Linked DNA regions of Anser cygnoides: region 2 is linked to region 1. The links are chromatin contacts, called in public Hi-C maps. All regions are on one chromosome and are shown on one strand. Each heading gives the region's core, a stretch centred on a gene start, on an enhancer-like site or on the middle of the called end of the contact. The rest is flanking DNA. Distances are from core to core; before and after follow the strand shown.

What was found. A called contact is a pair of places that touch in the nucleus more often than the background predicts.
Region 2: a contact with region 1 is called in a Hi-C map of liver, with 2.3 times the contacts expected there. The contact joins the promoter of SRSF5 here to the promoter of ERH in region 1. A contact is called at or near these places in 3 of 7 Hi-C or Micro-C datasets (granulosa cells and liver).

The regions. Positions count from the first base shown.
Region 1 is chr5:29,661,763-29,666,597 of Taihu_goose_T2T_genome, forward strand. ERH (ERH mRNA splicing and mitosis factor) reads right to left here and starts at 2,247. Exons shown (of 4, transcript XM_066997739.1): 1 at 2,107-2,247. The coding sequence starts at 2,109. SLC39A9 (solute carrier family 39 member 9) reads left to right here and starts at 2,382. Exons shown (of 7, transcript XM_048065227.2): 1 at 2,382-2,674. The coding sequence starts at 2,579.
Region 2 is chr5:29,833,976-29,838,810 of Taihu_goose_T2T_genome, forward strand. It overlaps SRSF5 (serine and arginine rich splicing factor 5), which reads left to right and starts at 2,244. Exons shown (of 8, transcript XM_066997749.1): 1 at 2,244-2,403; 2 at 2,908-3,053; 3 at 3,143-3,213; 4 at 3,387-3,485; 5 at 3,822-3,891. The coding sequence starts at 2,928.

The sequences.
Region 1 (4,835 bases), core at 997-3,496:
AAGGAGACCACATCTGCTAAGACTGCTTCCCTGCACACCGGAGGACGCTAGATGTGAACGGGATGCCCCCAGGGCCGCTGGTATCCAGCTGCTCCTAAGTGTGCTGCACTGTCCCAGGCACGCCTCGCCAGGGAGTCAAAGGGCTGCCAAATCCATTCACAACTACTTCCAGCAGTACCCTTTGTATTTGGTTGTGACCAGGCTCGCTTCCAGGACTTGGAACTCTGATCTCCCAGGAGCATCCGAGTAAGAAACCCTTCTTAAAAAAAATGGGGTCTGTCAGCCAGTTCAGTGTGTTCTATAAAAGCTTGCGTGTTTTAGCAGCAGAACGCCCTGCAAACTGCAATTGTGGTCTTTGTACTTTCAAACTCAACTTTAACGTTAGAAGAAAAAAGTTGGGTTTATTTGGCAAAACCTAAGAAAGTATAGATAAAACTGTACTGCCTAGGAGATGAGCAACTTTATCATAGTTAAGTGAATTCTGTATCCAGTCTTTCAGTGTCCTGGTGGGGAAGAACTTTAAGCTTTCCAGCCTCAAAATACCCCTCCCAGTCTTTGACTGTTAAATCAACATATTTAGTCTGACACTATCCCAATACTCAGACTACAGGAAAAAAGTATCAGTGAGCCAGACATACAAGCCAGTTCTTTCAGAACTTCAGGTTAGAATTTATTTGAGCTTCTGACTGGAAACCATTTTTCTCTTTGCAAACTTTTCAATATCCATATCAGCCTGGAAATTATTCATTCCCTTGTACAAAAAAAGGGCATAATTCAGCTTTTCTAAAAGCAACACCAATAGATCGTGAGCCTCTAACAATAATTACTACAATAACATCAAAAAACAAGTCCAAATTGTTGCTAGTATTTCTTTTGATCCTGTTACTGCCACTTAAATTTCTCCTTCTAACAAGTATTAATGTCTCAGCTTCTGCTAAAAGCTCTGAAGTAAAGCAAACAATAAAAGAATCAATTCCTTCGTGTTTATATTGTACAAATTAGCTTTTAAGATCTTTGTCCACCTTAGCTGGTCTACCAAAATTACTGCCATTGGGATCAATTGTACTGCAGTATCAATGCATTACATCTTAAGTGTTTCTTTAAGAACTTCCTGTTATTTTACCTTACGACAAAAAAAAAACCCTAAAAAAACTAATTTAGCTTGATTTGGTAAAATTGCTCCTCCTCTCCCACCACAGATGTGACAAGTTCATAAACCTGAGAGGTTTTTTCAAACTTTTACCTGCCCCCCCCCGAATATGTGCCTAGGGACAAAGATCGGTGTAAATAAAAACTGTTTGGTTTTTCCATGAGTATAAATCTCAGTGTTAGAAAACCAAAACAGAGGAAGATACTGAAAATGTCACGCCATAGGAATAGGTAATGTGGAAGAGTGCAGTACGGGCTCTTTATTGTGTTGCATTGTTTCGTGTTCTTGTGTTTTCTTTTAGCGGGAATTGTACTGGCTGTTGTTAAATAAGACCCCAAACTGGTTTATATTACTCCAATTTTCAACTGCCAGAGCGCCCTTTAGAAAGCTCTCCAAGTACAAAATTGCAGACATAACCCCGTAAAAGCGGTTGAGGCAGCACTGGCACCCCAACGAGCAGGAGCCAGGCAGCATCTGCCCGAAGAGCATTTTGCCAATTGCGAAGCCTAGACGAAAACAAACTGGGGGGAAGGAAAAAAGAGAGAAGAAGGAGGTACGGGGAGAGCAGCAAGACGCCTGGCGAAGCGAGGCAGCACACCGCACGCTTAGGGGCCTTCCAGCTCCTCAAGCTAGGCAGGAGGAGTTGATTTCGGCGACTTTTTCCCCTCCTTCGGGCAGCAGAAGCCAAACTCCTGACCGCAGCCAGGCCGAGGCGGGCCTCTCCCCCCAGCCCCGGGGCACCGAGGGGCTCCGGCGCACCCCCCTCACGGAGGCGACCCCCGGGCCCGCACCCCCGGACCAGGCCCGAGCCCCCGCTCGCGGCCTCCCCCCGCCACGTGCTGCCGGGCCGGGTCCCCCCGCGGCCTTGCCGTCCCCCTCTGCCTCCCCCCGCCCTCCCCGGTGCCGGTGCGGCCAGGCCGAGCCCCCCCCCAGAGCCCCCCGCGCCCCCCGCTCACCATCGCGGCTCCCGCTCCTCAGCTCCGCCGCCTCCGACCGCCAGGCGCCCGCCGATCCCCCACAACCCCCCGCGGCCGACCAGCGAGAGGAAGGGCTAGAGCGCCCCCCCGCGCACGCGCGCCCTCTGAAGCCGAAGCGCTGAGGGCGGCGGGTGGAAGCCTAGCGGGACGCGTTGGAGGAGCGGGGGGGGGGGGGAGGGAAGCGGGCTGCGCCGCCATCTTTGATAAGGGAGCCGCGCTTTCCCGCCTCCGGGTGGCGGGCGGCCGCCATCTTGGAGCCGGGAAGGCCCGGAAGGGGAAGCGCCGCGGTGCCGCTCGGTGAGGGGGCGGCTGAGGGGGAGCCGCTGAGGGGGCAGCCATGGGCCGGGGCCGCGCCTGGGCCCTGGGCGTCCGCACGGGCTGAGGTGAGGTGAGGCGAGGTGAGGCGGGGCTGGGGCGGGCAGCTCGCCGCCGGACCTCGCCGCCAGGCGCCATGGATGACTTCCCTGCCATCTGCCTGCTGTCCCTCGCCATGCTGGTGGCCTGCTATGTGGCGGGCATCATCCCCCTGGCCGTCAACTTCTCCGAGGTGAGGGGGCAGCGCGAGGCGCGGTGCGCTTGTGCTCGTTGGAAACCCGCACGGAGGCCGGGTGAGGGAGCCGAAGCCCGTCGGAGCGCTCCGGCCCCAGGCGGAGCAGAGGCTGAGGCGCGTAGCGGGCAGGGGCGGCGGGAGCCGGGCTTGGTGCTCCTTGCGAGTTTCTGTCAGAAATGCCTGGAGTCCCGGCTTAACTTCTACTGCGCGCCTCAAAGGAGGGCGGCTGTGCGCAGTTCTGCTGCCTCCGGCTGTGTTTCGTGTTGTTCGGAGGTGGTGTTCTTGCCCCGTGTTTGTGTAGGTTATACCCGTTTGTATGGTTGGATCAGGCAGTCCGTGTCTGTTTTGGGACTCCCGGCAGCTGCCGGAATACAGGTCGGTGGGAATCCAGAAACGTGGCACTCGGCATCAACAGCAGTCACACACTTGCCAGCCTTCTGCGTAGGCAGTGCTTTACCAGCAGCACACACGTGTACAAACGAGTTTATCGTGGGCTCATCAACTCTCGGAAATCCTCGATTCGATTTTACACTTGCCGTAAACTTGCTGCTTTAAGGATCTGTCTGCTTTGCTGGTTTAACAACAGAACTGTATCTGTGGAAATGATTTATGTGCGAACACCGGTCCTGGAAGTGTCTGATGAGAAGTTACAATCGCTTTATTTAAAACGGTTGCTTAGGCCCCCTGCTACATGGGTAATTTAAAATCGAAATGGCTGTTTGGGCTGTGCGTTATGTGGTTTGCAAAAAGCTTCATAGGTGGTAATAGAGAAAAATGCCTCCTCCCCCTGGGTACTTATCATGGTTAAGTAGAAAGCAAATTAATGCTGTACATAATAAATCCAGATGATGGAGAACAATAAAATTATTCATTAATTAATGCATTTCTTCAGATGAGTTTAATTGTGGACCTGATGTTTGTTTTGATTTCATATTTGTTTCTATTCTTTTAATTACACTTGAATATTCTTGAAAGTCTGAAGCTCCAATAAAGCCTGGTATAGCTAAACATTAGTGGTAAAAAGATACAGATGAACAGCTCTTTGCTTTATTTCTGCAGGCAGATGCACATTTTCAGTTTAATCCCGATTTACATGAAGTACTCTAGAAGACTGACCTTGGGCCAGAAACCACACTCTACCAGTACTTGAGGCTCTCTGAAGTTGTAGCCTAAATGCTCAAAACAAAAAAAAAAGTTGTTCAGGTAGTTTGAATCTTTTCCTTGGGTAATAAAGACTCACAGTGTTGACTGGAATGGGACTGTTTACTTTTTGCTAGGTCCAAGTAAGAGCTTCAATGACGTGAAGATTTAAACGAAGAAATAACTGAGCTGTGGAACAGCTCGGTGTTTTGAGGAATTTAGGTTTTTCCCTGTACATTTTTTAACAGCATTTACTCTGCTGCTGCTCTTAAGAAGAGACACACAAGTGGGTTTTGGAACCGAAATAGTTTGATTTCCTGGATGCCTGTCTGGATAAGCTGCAGTTATTAGGTAGCTGTATTCACCGTTTTGAAGTATTTCATATTGAAAAAGAAATGCAGACTTCTCTTGAAATAGTAACTTGTTAGTGTTTATTATTTTCATGCATTTTTAAAATTCACAGATGTCCAAATTCAAGCAGTACTCTGTATTTGAAGTAGTACTTGAGATGTTTTTTGGCAAACACACACACACACAGCGTAAGAGAGAATATAGTGCTGCAGTGTAAAACCATTTTGTTTTCATTCTGAAACATCATATTTTGGCAAAGCTACTTTGGGAACAGTGGGTGTGGAAGATAATCTTTTCATCTAGATTGCCACTGTTTAATGATTTATCAACTGTAATTGTCATACATGCAACCGTACCATGCATGTTGATGGAAACTTTACATCTCTTGCATATTAGTACTCACATTTTCCCTGGTGATGCTGTAATTGTTTCCCTATGGTCCCACGTGGCTTGCTTTCAGAAAGCCCGTTGTGCTGTCAAGAGCCTCCTATTTCTTCTATGCCAACATCACCTGTGCAGGCGAGATAAGCGGTGCCTGTCCTTGCGGCGTGTGAGAGGGCAGGTGGCACGACGTGTCTGTGCTACGAGTGGTTTCACAATGTTTGAGCACAGACCTTTGTCTCCAGGGCTCTGGTAGCTAACGTTGCTATTTGGTGGCACGCAGTCC
Region 2 (4,835 bases), core at 994-3,493, 170 kb after region 1:
TTTTCTTCATGAGCTGCATAGCAGCCATATGTGTGTTTGAGTAGTACTGTGCCATACAAAAGTTGAGGTTATTGTTAAAGCTTACTAACCTTACTATCACCATACAGATCAGCACCTGTCCCTTAAATACCATACCTGCTGTAAGCACATCCCAGAATAGGTTATACCTGTTTCTGCAATGCCAGTATATTTATTGAGTTATTTTTAGATTGGGATCCACTTTAACTGAAGCCTTTATACACATTACTATTTCCTAAATGTTTATTTCTGATTTTATACTGGATTGTTCTTCCTAAACATAAACATTTCTGTCCTTGTCCTTGCAGATTTTCATCTTGTTGAATCATTGCTTTGGTTCATCAGGCTCATTTTGAATTCTCTTCTTGTCTTCAGAGTGTTTGAAAATCTTCCCAGGGTGATTCACCTGCATGTTTTAACACTGCATGCTCTAATCTGCTTAGCAAACTATTAATGCAGCTGTTGAACAGTCCTGTGCTGAGAGGAGATCCCTGATTCCGCAAAGGAATTGTCCCTGTGTTTGTCAAGGACCTATTTTGAATGCAAACACTGACAGAGGTATGCTTCCAGCTTACAATTAATTTTATCCTGCCATTTTCCTGTTTGCTTAAGAAAATACCGTGTGTGGCATAGCACTGAAATCTTTACTACGGTCACGTTTAACACATCTCTATTTTCCCCCTTGCCCAGTAGCTTAGTTATTCCAGGAAGGAGTATTGGATTAATTTGAAACAGCTTGTTTATTGCCTGCCTTGTTGTCATGACCAGCTTAGCAGTTTAATGAATGGAAGTACTTATACATTGATTATTTAATCTTCTGTTCCATTGCCTCTCTGACCTTTGAAGGTAAGCTTGCCAATCGAAAAATCACTGCACCTCTGGGGAGCGTGGTATTCGGGATGGTGCTACAGATGTCTCAGCAATGGTTCATTAGCTACTTCAGTGAGTTTCTTAAGGATTACAGGTGCTGGCTACTTGAGTAATGTGAATTTCCTCCATCCTACTATTCCCCTATTATGACCTATGTTCTTCAAATTCCTTTTAAAATGAATACTGGGTCTCAATTAAGCAAGAAGTGAGGATGATGTGACATGCTCAGTCGTTGCAATCTGCTGTCTGCTGAAAACAAAAACTTCTGCTAATGTTAGTCACTGAGTCTGTGTAAATGACAAAAAAAGATGGTTTGTCAAAACAAAGATGTGTTGTGATTTGAGCTTGGAAATTTAATGGGAGACTGTGGTCATGAGTGCAGTGGTTGCATTTAGGTGTACATCAAATGTTGGCTTAGGGGCTCAGGTGGCTTTCAGGAAAGGTCTGTGGGCTAGCCAAGGAAGGACACAATCGTGCAGCAGCTCTCCTGTTACCCCCTGAAGGTTTATAGATAGCTTTGACACAGTAGGATGTTTTTGTAGTGGTCTACATCTCGTTCTCAAAGGCTTGTGGCATTTCCTCAGTAGTTCACACTTAGTGTGTAAAACTAAACACACCGATCTGGTGTACACTTGTTCTGATCATTCAAATATTAATCCAAAAAGAAAAATATCTTTTGTTTTCTTTGTACTTGCAAGGCTCCTACTGGGCCAGGGGTCACCCCGTCCTTCTGCAGCTGGCATAAATTCAGCACGAAAACATGAAGCTAACCTAAACCTTATTGCATGTACTAGATGATGTACAAAAAAATATGATGACATGCAATGCCTATTCGGTATTAAACCTCTGCTGGGCTGTGATCTGATGTCGGGTGATTTGCTGCCAGCCTGCCTAATTGCCTTCCACAGTGGCAAACTGCAGGGCGGTGGGCAGTGCCCGCTCCGTGCCATGGAGAGGAGGAGGCGGTGGGTTCGTGGTTCAGATGCGTTTTCTTGAGCTGTAGCCGCGGCCCTAAGTTACAGACTCGTCCCAACTAAAAGCTAAGGTCTGCGGCTTCAGTGATGAGCCACGGCTCCCCGCGTCTAAGTATAAGGCGCCTCAGGGACTGGCTGAATACTGCTGCTGAGCAGTAATTAACAGCGTATTAATTATGTTTGGCTGGAAGAGACGAGCGTGAGGACTTGTAAGGGGCGTCAGCACGAAGCAAGGGACGTTGTGCAAGCTGCAGGAGAGGAACCCTCAGTGAACCGCCGCCTCCACTGACTACTGCCCACCGCCCCCAACATGGCCGCCCGCCGCCATTACCCCGGGGAGGGGCGGGGCGGGGCCAGGGCCGCCTCCGCCAATCGGCGCGCGGGGCGGGGCCGCCTCCCGGTGGCGGCGGCGGGGCGGGGCGGGCGGCAGTCGGGAGCGAGGCGCCGCGCAGGGAGCAGGAGCCGCCCGCCAGCACCGCACCGGCCTCCTCGCCCCGCACGGCCCGGCCCGGCCCGGCACGCACCGGGACCCGCAGCCCAGGTTCGTGACCGGCCGGGGCGCGGTGCTATCTGTGTGTGGGGGGCGGGGCGGGCGGGTCCTTCAGCCGAGGGGTGGTGGCGGCGGCGCACGGGGTCCCGGCGGGGCGGCGGGCCGGCCCCGGTGCTCCGCGTGCAGCCGCCGCCGCGGCGGGCGCTGAGTGCAGGGCGCGGCCCGCGCCGCCATTTTGTGGCGGAGCGATGGCGTCGGCTTTCCTGCCCGTGCGCCTCGGGGGGCGGGGCCGGGCCGAGGGGGGCGGGACCGAGGGGGGAGCTGCGCGCTCGGATTGGCCGAGGCCGGGGCGGGCTCCAGCTGGCGGGCTGCGATTGGGCCGCAGAGGGGGCGAGGCCGGGCTGCTGCGGACTGCGGCAGGGGGCGGGGCGGGGGCGTGCTGAGTCACCGGCACGGCGCTGACGGGCCGGGCCGGGTCTGACGGGACGGGACGGGCTGGGGCCGGGTCTGACGGGGCGGGGCCGGGCCGGGCCGGGCCGTGTTTCCTTCCCGCAGCGAGCTCCGCGCCCCCAGCCATGAGCGGCTGCCGCGTCTTCATCGGGAGGCTGAACCCCGCCGCCAGGGAGAAGGACGTGGAGCGCTTCTTCAAGGGCTACGGCCGCATCCGGGACATCGACCTCAAGAGGGGCTTCGGCTTCGTGGTGAGTGCGCCTCACGGGCGCTGGGAGGGCTGGAGGCCGCGGGGAGAGCTCTGGGCGCTTAACGGTGCTCTCGCTGTGTGGGTTTGCAGGAATTTGAGGATCCCAGGGATGCGGATGACGCTGTCTATGAACTGGATGGAAAAGAGCTTTGCAGTGAGAGGTGAGCTGCTGTATCTCCTGTGTTACTCAGACATAAAAAATGTGTCGATTTTCAGTTGCGTTTTGTTATCAGCACTGTTCAAATCCAGCTGTAGCTCTTTTTCACCCAATAACTATGAAAAGATGCTTAAAAATGCATGATTTCCCCTTCCTTATTTTTTTTTTCCTCTGCAGGGTTACAATTGAGCATGCGAGAGCACGCTCTAGGGGTGGTAGAGGCAGAGGGAGGTACTCTGACCGTTTCAGTAGCCGCCGTCCACGTAGTGACAGGAGGTACGTATAGCCGTGAACTGACGTGGTTTTAATAAATAACTCTGGGTCCATCTCATCGGCAAACACGAGGTACACTGAGATAGTAAAAGGTGCTATTTGCCTTTCTAGTCAATCAGATGTGGCAGTAGGATTGTGAAGATCAAAAAAATCAGATCATCTCCTTTATGTTTTTGTACTCCCAAAGTAATCGACGCTTGTCCTTGATTACTTGGGGCATTACATAGTCACAATAGTGATCAGTTGACTGCTGATTATTGGTACGGTCTTTGTTAGTATTAAAACGCGATTATGCTTGAGTTAATAAATAATTAATACTTAATGTTTATTTCCCAGCAGAAGTGCCCCACCTGTAAGAACAGAAAATCGTCTCATAGTAGAAAATCTGTCATCCCGAGTCAGCTGGCAGGTTTGTTAAAACACGATTAACTATTTTGACTTCATTTAATGGGTATGTAATGTAATTATTTTGTAAAATAATCAATTAAAAGTAATTCTATTTTTAATAAAATGTTTATGTAATTAATGTAATTTTAAATAATGTAATTTAAATATTTTGAATGAAAATTTAGTTAATTTTAATTTATAATAATAAATGTATATGTTTGAGGAAATATATTTATTTATTTTCTTGTTTTCTAAATCCATTTTAACCACATATTAAACCCTTTATTTGCCAGCCTATCTGTGTCGTTGGCCTTATGACGAGGAGTGCCTGTGGGTTATCCTAATCGTTCTGTCTTGGTCACTCTTGGTTGGGCCTGGTTGACTTTCCAGTCAGCTCCTACAATGTCACTTGGCCACCTCTAGATCTGTGTTTGCCGGTCTAGATGTAATCGATGCACTCCTTAAAGTGCCACATTGCAGCGGTCCCAGAGCGTTAACGAGATCTGATTCCTAAGTTGAGAGCTGTTCTTCCTGTAACGCTTCCGAATAAGAGTTCCTGGTCGAAAAGAGTTGAAAGATACGAAATTAGGTGGTCGTTGGAATCCTGATCGCAGTAAAGTGGTCCTTGGTAACATCAAGCATAGAGAATGTCTGGATCCGTCAATAGTCTCCTAATAGGGAGGGCGGTGCGATTAATGGCTTCCATCGACTGGGTAGTGTTCGACAAGTGGGTGGCGAAGAGCCAGTCGGGCATAAATCATGACGGTATCTCCGGTCGCTTAATGCAGTTTGCTGCTTGGCTAGCCTAGGGAAATGTTAATAAAGGTAAAGTAAACTATATTTTTAATGACATATGGGGCACAAAATAATGGTGTTATGTAAATGTAATTCTGTATGCATATAAGACTCGTAATATAAATGGAAACTGAAATAATTCAAAAATATACGGGTAGTATTTTGCACTCA